2 separate regions of the Mus musculus genome follow, and region 1 is linked to region 2. The links are chromatin contacts, called in public HiChIP or PLAC-seq maps. All regions are on one chromosome and are shown on one strand. Each heading gives the region's core, a stretch centred on a gene start, on an enhancer-like site or on the middle of the called end of the contact. The rest is flanking DNA. Distances are from core to core; before and after follow the strand shown.

Region 1 (5,358 bases), core at 1,851-4,350, 350 kb before region 2:
CAGAAACTTATTACATAGCCCAGGCTAGCCTTAGACATTCAATGATTCTCTTGCCTCTGCCCCTAAGGTGCTAAGGGTACCGATGTGCACCACCATGCCCAGTTGATGCGGTACTGGAAATGGGACCCGGGGTTTGTGCATGACAGTCAAATGCTCTACCAGCCGTGCCAAATCCTCAGCTCCAACAGGGCCATTTTGAACCACAAGGGGGTCTCTTAGTTTCTGTGCTGTCACTGTGATAAAAATACCCTGTCAGAAGCAACTTGAAGGAGAAGGGTTGGGCTTTGGTTCACAGTTCCAGAACTCCGTCACAGTGGGGAAAGTCTAGGTAACAGAAATTTGAGACCATTGGTCACATCTCCTGGAGAAACAGAGAGGTGCATGCATGCTCCTGATCAGCTGTCTCTATTTCATACCGTTCAGGTTTCCCTCCTTGGGGAATGTCCTATCCACCATTAAATGAGTCTTTCAATATTCCCTAAATGAATTATGATAATTCCACAGGCATGCCCAGAGGCCGGTCTCCAAGAGATTCTAGATTCTGTCAAATTGACGGTTAACACTGAGTATCGTAGAGACTGTGCTAGAATTAGAGATAGTTTGGTTAGTTTTTGAGACAAGGTCTTATAGCTCAGGCTGGCCTCCGAACTCATGGTCTTCCTGCCGCATCCTGCAGGGCTGGGGTTATAGGCGAGAGCCACCGCACCCATCTGGAGATTTGCCTTTCTGTAGTCTTTGCCTTGGAAATCTTGATGGTTTCTTCCTTTTCTCTTTGATGAGTAACTCAGAGAGACGCAGCTCCACACGGTCCCTGCTTAGGTAGGTCACACTCCACCAAGAAGTATAGGGCTCCATCCATCGCAGTCAGTTGTCCCAGAGTTTTGGAGACACCAGGTGGAGATTAGACTGCACAAGCTGGGTTTGAGGGGTGGGAAGTGGGGTAGAGAGTGGTGAAGGTGGTGATGGGGGTGGGGGGTGGTAGGCGTTGCAGAAAGCGTGAGCCAAGGAAGATAAACAGCTGAGGGAGCTGCAGTGTGAGGTAAGCCGACAACAGGCTTGCTGGTCCAGTGTGCCCAGTCTCCTCTATAAGATGCCAGAGCCCTTCACATTCATGGCAGGCATTCCAGTAGAAGCTAGCTGAGAGACAGACAGACAGACTGGCAAACTGACACACTGACTGATCTTGCAGAGGAAGTCATTTTGCAGGGGGTAGGAATGGTGATATAAGAGGCCCCGGGGTAGGATTTAACTTGGCTTATGCAGGATAAAAAACAACTGATCAGTCTCGGGGCTGGCGGGGATTTCTTGGTTGGTAAAGCACTTAGCATGCAGGTGAGGGCCTGAGTTTGGATCCCCAGTGTCCATGTAAAACACAGGGCGAGGCAGTGCAACAAGAGAAACCCTATGCTTGCTGGCCAGCTGGCCTAGCTGGATTGGTCCATTCTAGGTACAGACAGACAGACAGACTCTGTCTTGAAGGATGAGGTGCAGAGTAATAAAGCGAGACATCCAATATGGTGGTTAGTTTCAGTTGTCACTTTGATACAATCCAGAACGACATGGTGGGAGAGTCTCATGAGGGATTGTCTGTGTTGGGCTGGCCTGTGAACCTGTCTGCTTGGTTCGTCTCGATTGTTAATGGACCTGGGAAGACCCAGCCTGAAAGCAGACGACACTGTTCTCTGGTTGGAGGCCGTGAACTACGTTGAAAGTAGAGAAAGCCAGCGGGTCGCTGAGCAGGCAAGCGTTCCTTTCTCTCCGCTCTTGCCTGTGCACATGATGTGCGCTGCTGTTTCAGTGTCTGCTATGACTTCTCCACCAGGACAGGCTGTGGCCCGGAATGGCGAGCTAAAAATAAACCCTTTCTCCCTTAAGTTGCATTCGTCAGGGTGTCTTTCACAGGAATAGACATGAAACGATGACGTTCGGTATTGACCTCTGGCCTCTTCTGCATGCATGCGCACGTGTATATGCACATACATGAATATGTTCATACACAAAGATACATGTGGGAGTTGATGGGTGTGGGGGTACCAGAAGTAGGGGGTGAAGGGCAGGGATTCGGGTGTCTTTCCAACATAGGAAGAGCTGTATAGGGTGTGGCCTAGGGGACCCCAAGGTAAATTATCTCCACTGTGAGCATGGACCATGGGGCTGAGGTGAGGACTAGGCCACAGAGGAAATGTACGGTCATCCTGGCGAAGGGTGCATGCTCACTGCCTGTCATAGGGAGGTCACGGAGCCACCGTCCTGAGTCAGGTCACTTCCTCCTTGAGGGTGCTGAGTAATAGGGGGATTGGGAAACTGCATTGTTAGGCTAGTGAGCTCAATCCCTGGACCCATGTGGTACAGAGAGAAATGACTCCAGCAAGTTGTCTTCCAAGAACTATGATGTACACCCCAACATACACCCCACCCCCGTCTCCTAGGCATGCACACAACCAACATCGACATACTACACACAGCAACAAGGACAGAATTCCAGGAGTTGGAAAGAACACTTCTTCTTGCTGCTCTTTTTTTTTTTTAAATATTTATTTATTTTATGTATGTAAGTACACTGTAGCTGTCTTCAGACACACCAGAAGAGGGCATCTGAACTCATTATGGATGGTTGTGAGCCACCATGTGGTTGCTGGGATTTGAACTCAGGTCCTTCGGAAGAGCAGTCAGTGCTCTTAACCACTGAGCCATCTCTCCAGCCCTTCTTGCTACCCTTCTTGCTACTCTTACAGAGGACCCAGGCATGGCTCCCAGCACTTACCTGGTGGATCACAACCATCTGTAACTCCAGTTGTAGAGGATCCAATGCCCTCTTCTGGTTGGGCACTGCACATATGTGGTGCCCACACTTACATGCAATAAAACATCCATAAACAGAAAATAAATATTTTTTTAAAGGATTTTAAGTACAAAGAGACGAGATCTGGCTCCCAGTCGGCTGAACTTCCTCCAGCAGGGGTGGCTCCGTGGATCCTAGTAGCTGGGGAAGTGTACCAGCCAGCCTGGCCCTAGGCCAGGATATGACCTTCAAGGAGAAAGGCCTGTTGTCTCTTCTGGGTTCTTTCTTCATTGGCCCTCGTCAAGTGAGGACCCAGTTTCTTTTATTCCAAGTGCCTGGGATTTAATCCAGGGCTTCACACAGGCCAGACCAGTGTTCCGACACTGAGCCACAACTCCAGCCCCTCTTGGGTGTGTGCGCATGCGTGCGTGCGTGTGTGTGTGTGTGTGTGTGTGTGTGTGTGTAGGTTCTAGGCAGGTGCTGTACTACTGAGTCACACCTGAGGCTCTCGCTAGGAGATTTTAGGCAAACGCTCTAGCATCCTTTGGGGTGTCGGTGCCAAGAGACTTGGGAATAAGTTTAAATAGGAGCTCTAGGGAAAACTGTCCCCATTCCTGCTGGCCCTTCATGTTCTCACTCACCCAAGGAACTGGCCATCGCTCTCCAAAGCAGTGATGGCACTAAGGTTATCCCAGCACTGAGGCTGAAGCAGGCGGGTTAGCGTGGTTGGTAGGGTATGGACTCAGCATGCACAAAGCTCCAGGTTCCATACCAGGTGTGATGCATATCTGTCATCTTGACCTCTGGGAAATAGGGAAAGGGTTAAAGGTTAAAGGCCATCCTTGAGGCTAGTGCCTGGGACGTAAGAGCCCCTGTCCCAAAACAAATGTGTCAATCAGTCGACAAAACAAAGCACCGAGGAGTCTGGGACTCTGTGGGGACACCCAGGACGATTTGAGAGATCCATCTGTGAATTGGCGCCTGCCTTGGGAAGCTAGTCTGTGGCTCCCTCCCAAGGCATGATGTCAGCTTTGGGCAGAGAGGGTCTGGCATGGGAAGCAGCCTGGATGGATGCCACGTGTGGCAGGGAAGGCCTGTATTGGTACCCAGAAGCATGGCACAGGATGCAGCGGGGTCCCAGGGGAGGCTTCAGGGGCAGGTGTCTCCCTGGAATGCAAGTGGAGGAGTGTGGACAGGATAGAGCACCCCTGGAGGATGCTCTGGGAGGACCCAGGTCAGTGTTAGCATCTATCCTGGGCTGAAAGAGAAAAGGGATCATGACTCCAGGTACCGAGTGTGGACTCCATTCTGTTCTGTACAGGGAAGGGAGGTTCTGTTAGGTTATGCACAGCAGCCTTGCTCTGGAGTCTCCTGTAATCTTGTGTGTGTGTGTGTGTGTGTGTGTGTGTGTGTGTGTGTATTCATGCACCGGGTGTGCGCAGCCCAATGCGGAGGTCAGAGGACTGCAGATGTTCGTGATGTTTTTGTCTTGTTTAGGTCTCTCTCTTTTGGAGATAGGATCTTACTGTGTGTGTGATCCTAGCTGGCCTAGAGCTCATGGGATACTGGATCTCTTTCCACCTACTTGTTTATACCAGCTTAGCTGACCAATGAGCTTCCAGGAGGTTCTCCTGTCTCAGTCACCCATGTTACTGTCCAAGCTTTGAGGGCACATGACCATATCCAGCTTTACATGGGTCCGGGGATTCGAACTCAGGTCCTCATGTATGTGTGGCAAATACTTTACCACTGAGCCATCTTCCTCTAGAGTCTCCTTCTAATTCCATGCCTGAGAGGTCCCTTCTGACTGTTGGAAGGTATGCTGGGCAGCTGGGATCTGGGGTTATCAAGCAGGGTGTATGGGCCATAGGCGGCCATTGTACTTCTGTTGTTGAGCTGGGCCTTGAAGGGCTCTCCCTGTGTGCTTCTCACCCATGGTATCAGAGCGTCTGAATAACCCGGGGTGATAGTTCCTTCTGTATCTGAGCCACGCCCCAGCCCTTCGCTGGGAAATTCTAGGCAAGCACCCTGCCAGTGAGCTACATCTGAGCCCCTCGGATGTATGTTTATTTTTCCTTTCCTTCCCTTTCCCTTTTTCCTTCCCCTTTCCCTTTCCCTTTTCTCTCTCCCTCCCTCCCTCTCTCTCTTTTTTTTTTTTGAGACAGGGTTTCTCTGTGTAGCCCTGTCTGTCCTGGAACTCACTCTGTAGACCAGGCTGGCCTCGAACTCAGAAATCCGCCTGCCTCTGCCTCCCAAGTGCAGGGATTAAAGGTGTGAGCCACCACTGCCCGGCGTATGTTTATTTTCTTAAATATATTTTTATATTATTTATTTCCTATGTGTGTGTGGAGGTCAGATGACGGGGTGTAAGGATGAGTTCTCTCCCTCCGCCATGCGCGACTCAAAGGTTGAGCTCATGTTGTCAAGCTTGGCAACAAGTGCCGCTTAAAAAAAAAAAAGATTTATTTATTTTATGTATATGAGTACACTGTAGTGGTCTTCAGACACACCAGAAGAGAGCATCAGATCCCATTGCAGATGGTTGTGAGCCACCATGTGGTTGCTGGGAATTGAAC
Region 2 (5,326 bases), core at 753-3,252:
GGAGGTGTGTCCCTTATCACATGAAAGCAATAGGCCAGCTGACTGCCGGCCTTCTTGGTGATTTACATCCCCACTGTAGCGGAGAGCTCTGTAAAGCTCTTTTCTGGGTGCCCCACCTTTTAGTTTACTTTGCATTTATTTTGTGTGAATGTGTGGGGAGATGCCCATGATGCTGAATCGGCCCGGAGGTCAGAGGACAACTTGCAGGTGTCTGTTCTCTCCTTCGGCCCCCACGTGGTGGTCCTGCCTGGGATTTGGGCTTGGCGGCACACACCTATGCCCTAAAGCCATCCTGTTTGTCCCCCATGTATCCCCTTATCTCATTGGAGGATTTTGCTTTATGAAACAGTGCTACATCCTGGCAAAGCGGTAAGAACGCAGCGATGCCACACTTCACAGACTAGGTGTGTAACATATCCTTGAGCTTGTCTTGGGATTAAGTACACATTGGATGAAGTATGGGGCTTCAGATGGACCTCAGTTGACAGTGTGTTTCTAGCATGCAGGATGCTCTGGGTTCCATCCCAGGACTGTGTAAACTTGGCATAGTGGTGAACACTGGAGATAGGCAAAAAGGTCAAGAGTTCAAGGCCATCCTTGGGTACATAATGAATTCAAGCTCAGCCTGGGCTACATGAGACCCATCTGAAGGAAAACTAATTAGTACGTTCCTGTTTATCAAGAAATACACACTAAGGATGAGCAAAGGGAGTTCGGGGGGAAGGATCCACTCTGTATTAGGGGATAACTTTTAGGAAGCCCTGCCATGGACTGTAGTCTTTATTTCAGGGACTGAATTTCTCTGTGTAGCCTTCATGCTGGAATTGAGATCTAAAGGAAGTAAGAAGGGCCCCTGGAAGCCAGGTGTAGTTTAATCAGGGTTGAACCTGGCACACTGGCATGGGTCTGTAATCCCATCACTTGGGAGGCTGGGGTAGGAGAACTGTAGTGAGGTAGAGGCTAGCCTGGGTTACAGAGTGAGACCCTGTCTTAGAAAAATATTCAATTAGAGGGCTGGAGAGAGGGCTCAAGAGTTAAGAACACTGTGCAACAACAATGACAAACAAAACAAAATACTGTTTACTCTTCCAGAGGACCAGAGTTCTAATTCTAGCATTCACATGGGGGTGTGTGGGAGTGGGGTATCAACTGTAACTGCAGTTCTAGAGAATCTAACACCCTCTTCTGAGGCCTCCACAGACACTATACACGCAGGGTACACAGATATACATGCAGGTAAAGTACCCATATGCATGAAATAAAACCGCCTAAAATAAACTAAATCAACCAATCAGTGCTGGGTATGGTGGCACACACCATTCAGGAGGCAGGGGCAGGTTTGAGTTATCCTGGTCTACAGGAACAAAGCAAGTTCCAGGCCAGTTAGGGCTAAATAATGAGATTCTGTCACAAACAAACAAACAAACAAACCATATATATTAATAGGTTTTCTTTCTTCTAGGGTGGTTTGCAATTTGCAGCAATATTCCTGCCTCAGCCTAAAGTTGGGGTTACAGGTGTGAACCACTGTGCCCAGCTACCTTCCCCAGTTTTGCTTCCATGAGATAAGCATCTAGGATGTTCCCTCTGTCTCCTTTCAGTATTTATACAAAACACTTCTTGGAATTGGGAGAGTAGTCTGTGTTAACCTATACCCTAAGGATGTGTGAGGACCTGGGTTCAATTCCCAGCTCCACCTAAGTAACTCCACACCAAAACTAACACACACACACACACACACACACACACACACACACACACAGAATTTAAAAAGGGGCAGTAAGAATCATAGAACACTTCACAGACATCTTCAAATAATAGCTTGACACTCATTTAAGTCCCCTACTCATGGATAGACGGTGAAGCCATAGCCTTCTCAAGTCTTTGCTTTCCTGGAGTAGTAATCATCTGCCAATAGTAAACATGGTTGTCTTTCCCTTAGCGCGTCGCCTTCAGCCAGTAGTAAGCATGGCCGTATCTACTTCCGCCAGGCTAGAGGTCAAGGGTGACACAAGATGGCGGCGCCCATAAGCGGTTGAGGCGTGACGCGGAGGATGTTGGCGGCGGCCCGGGCTCTGCGGGGGCCGCGGCCGAGGTGGCCGACACCGGCTCGCGAGCACTGGACACCGGCCGGCCGTTCGCGGAGCCGGCGAGAAGCGGCCGAGGCCGAGGCGGACGTTCCGGTGTTTCAGTACGTGGGCGAGCGCGCGGCTCGCGCCGATCGCGTCTTCGTCTGGGGCTTCAGCTTCTCCGGGGCGCTCGGGGTGCCCAGCTTCGTGGTGCCGTCCTCGGGGCCTGGACCGCGCGCCGGCCTGCGGCCCCGACGCAGGATCCAGCCGGTCCCCTACCGCCTGGAGCTGGATCATAAGGTGGGGGCAGTGGCATCCTCGCTGGCATCTCTTAGGGAACTTTCTTCCCCGCGTGGCCGGATTTCCGGGAGCAATGACCTCCGAGATCCCGGGATCTGCAGAGGGAGGCATGAGGGGTGGCTGCCGAGAAGTCTGTTTCTCCCAGTGCTCCGTCCTTCACTGCTGAGCCTGTTTATCACGTCTGTGGATCTTGGGGTCTCGTTCAGCATTTTTAGCAGTTTGCTTGTGGCTCGAGAGAGTTTGGTGTCTTCCCTTACTTTCTTGCCCATTGGCGTAGCTTGACAATCGCACCAAGGATTCTGCCCTTAGATCATTCGCTCAGGCCCCCCCCCCCCCCAAAAGGCCGGAGCTGTCACCTCCCAGTTACAGAGGATGAAAGGGAGTAGCAGAGAGGTCAAGTAAGGTCCAGGGCCCCACAGCTGGGTGTAAATGGTGGTATTTGTAACTTAGACTAGACAGCTCCCTTGAGGGACGGGACATTCCACAGGTCGGAGGTGTGTCGGCTAGAGTCAGTGATGGGCAGCCGGAAAAGGAGATGCTCATCTGAGCGGTTAGAGGGGAAATAGGAGGTTGCCCATGGAGCTTCTAAGGTGGCTCACGCCTTTAATCCCAGCACTTGGAGGCGGAGGCAGGCTAATTTCTGAGTTCGAGGCCAGCCTGGTCTACAGAGTTCCAGGACAGCCAGGGGTACACAGAGAAACCCTGTCAAAAAGGGGGGGCGGGGAAGAGGCTCACTTTTCAAAAGGGCTCAGCCCGGCAGCCGTGGTGGCTCACATCTGTAGTCCCAGGACTTGGACTGGACGGTTGAGACAAGAGGATTGCCACAAGTTGTACTCTAGCTTGGGCTACACAGTGAGACCCTGTCTTTACCCTCGAAATGCTGTTATTATAGCCGTGTGCAACCGTTTCTGGTTTAAGTGGTGCTGGGGACGGGGAACCCAAGGGTTTTTGCCCTACAAGCACTGTGTCCACTGAGCTACTTTCTCCCTCCCAGTTCTCTTTTCTATACAGAGGTCTTTTTGCTTCTAGCTACCTGGTTGTGTTAACATCTTTAGTTGGAAACAAACAAACAAGCACCCACTCACCCTTTCTTTTGGTAGCAATAAAAAGTATTTATTTATACTTTATAGAAGTGTGGTTTGTGATGGTGGGAGTCAAACCCAGGATTGTGTCACATTGTTAAAGGCAAGTGTTCTACCACTGAGCTATACTGCCAAGCCCTACAGTTTTTTAATTTATTTTTTCTGATGTGTGTATCTTCTACTTTGCAACTTTGCTGCAGTTGTTAAGTGGGTCTATACATTAAAAATATTTTTTATGCCTATGGCATTTTGCCTGCCTGCAACATGTCTGTATCATTTGTGTGCCTGGAGCCCATGGGGGCCAGAAGAGGCTGTGAGAGCCTGTAGATCAGGAACTACGGAAGGCTGTAAGCCATCTCTCCAGCTCTTGGTCCTTTTTGTTTGTTTTTTAGTTTGGTTTTTCAAGACTGGGTCTTCCTATACATAGTTCTGATGGTCCTGGAACTAGCTTGGTAGACCAAGCTGGCCTTGTAACTGACAGAGGTCCACCCACCTCTGCCTCTTGAGTGCTGGGATTAAAGCCACCAACCTGGCCCCAGCCCCTGTTCTTACAGACTTTTGTGTATTTCTTAGTGTTTTTTATGTCTGGGTTGCCTGTGAATAGAGGTAGTTTTATGGACTTGTTTCTAATTGGGTGCTTATTTTCTTTTCCTTGCTTGGTTTAATGGGGTGGAACTTTCATTATAGTGTGAAATTGGATTAGTAAGAGCTAACTCTTTTAAAATTTTGTGTTTTGAGACAGGGAGTTTATACGTAACCCATGTTGGCCTTAATCTCAGTGTGTGGTCCAGAGCGACTTTAAACTTGTGATCTCCCTGCTTTAGAATCCTGCTGCCTGCTGGCATTGCAGGTGTGAGACACCAGACCCGGTCTTATCTAATTCTTGCTTGTGGGGAAGACATTCAGGAACCTCTCCGTAGACTGTGGCTGGAAGCCCCCTCCTGGTACATTATAATGTCAGTGTTAGGGGACACTGTTAGATACTGCTCAAAGCTTCTCACACATGAACAGAATAAATGGCACCGTGTGCCCATCAAATGATTGTTGAGTATTAAATAAACAGGCATCACTAAACATGAGAATAATCTTAGTGTGCTGGGCATAATTTTTAGACCTATAGGGGTCGGTCTGTCTGTCTCTCTCTGTGTATGTCTGTTTGTCTGTCCGTTGCTGTATGCTTGTCTGTGCATCACTTGCATGCCTGATGCCCACATAGGTCAGAAGAAGAGGGCATGCTATCCTGTGGAGCTGGAGCTACAGACAGTTGTAAGCAGCCACGGGCTGGGACTTGAACCCGAATCTTTCCTGCTTCCTCTCATGCCGTCCAGTTAGCTTCAGCCTCCCATGTAGGTCATCTCCGTGGCTCTCAAGCCGAGCCAGAAGGACGGTGGCTCTAGGAGGCTAGAAAATTGCAGTGCTGCAAGGTGTGGTGGCGCATGCCTTCAATCCCAGCAGAGGTGGAGGCAGGAGGCAGGAGGCAGAGGCAGGCAGATCTCTGTGGGTTCCAAGCCAGCCTGATCTACAGAGCTAGTTCCAGGTCAACTAGGACTATACACAAAAACCCTGTCTCGAGAAAAAACCCAAAAAGAAAGAAAAAGAGAAAGGAAGAAAGAAAGAAAGAAAGAAAGTTAGTTGAAGTGTTTTGAGCAGAAGGATGGTGGTATACATGCCTTGTATGAATCTTAGAAGGAAAACTGTCACAAGGAAAAAAGAGGGACATGGCACTTTTAAATGACATGAGTCAATAAAACATCAACAGATTGTAATAACACGTTTATCTAGGAAAAGCTGGGGAGATGGTTTAGCAGTTAACAACTGGAGGGCACCCGAGTTTCTGTCTCAGGGCCCAGTGGGGTGGCTAACAGTGACAGTCTG

What was found. HiChIP or PLAC-seq counts read pairs in DNA pulled down with a chosen protein or histone mark.
Region 1: an H3K4me3 HiChIP or PLAC-seq map of bone marrow-derived macrophages shows a contact between it and region 2, with 2.4 times the contacts expected there. The contact joins the enhancer-like site here to the promoter of Rcc1l in region 2. A contact is called at or near these places in 3 of 39 promoter capture datasets (the HPC-7 cell line, pre-B cells and stem cell-derived epiblast-like cells), 2 of 484 Hi-C or Micro-C datasets (CD8 T cells and nephron progenitors), 10 of 115 datasets of contacts at active chromatin or transcription factors (bone marrow-derived macrophages, craniofacial prominence, embryonic forebrain and 5 more) and 2 of 9 other capture datasets (adipose tissue and liver).

What each region holds. Positions count from the first base shown.
Region 1 is chr5:134,529,508-134,534,865 of GRCm38.p6, reverse strand. All of the region lies in intron 2 of Clip2 (CAP-GLY domain containing linker protein 2), which reads left to right. Among named protein-coding and RNA genes, the nearest start is that of Clip2, 20 kb to the left of the region's middle. Within about 2 kb of position 3,100, at least 74 of the 459 cell types and tissues checked have an H3K27ac peak or open chromatin away from gene starts, as enhancers often do. A contact at or near this core is called in bone marrow-derived macrophages and microglia, where this site is marked.
Region 2 is chr5:134,173,443-134,178,768 of GRCm38.p6, reverse strand. Rcc1l (reculator of chromosome condensation 1 like) reads left to right here and starts at 2,002. Exons shown (of 11, transcript NM_033572.2): 1 at 2,002-2,369. The coding sequence starts at 2,055.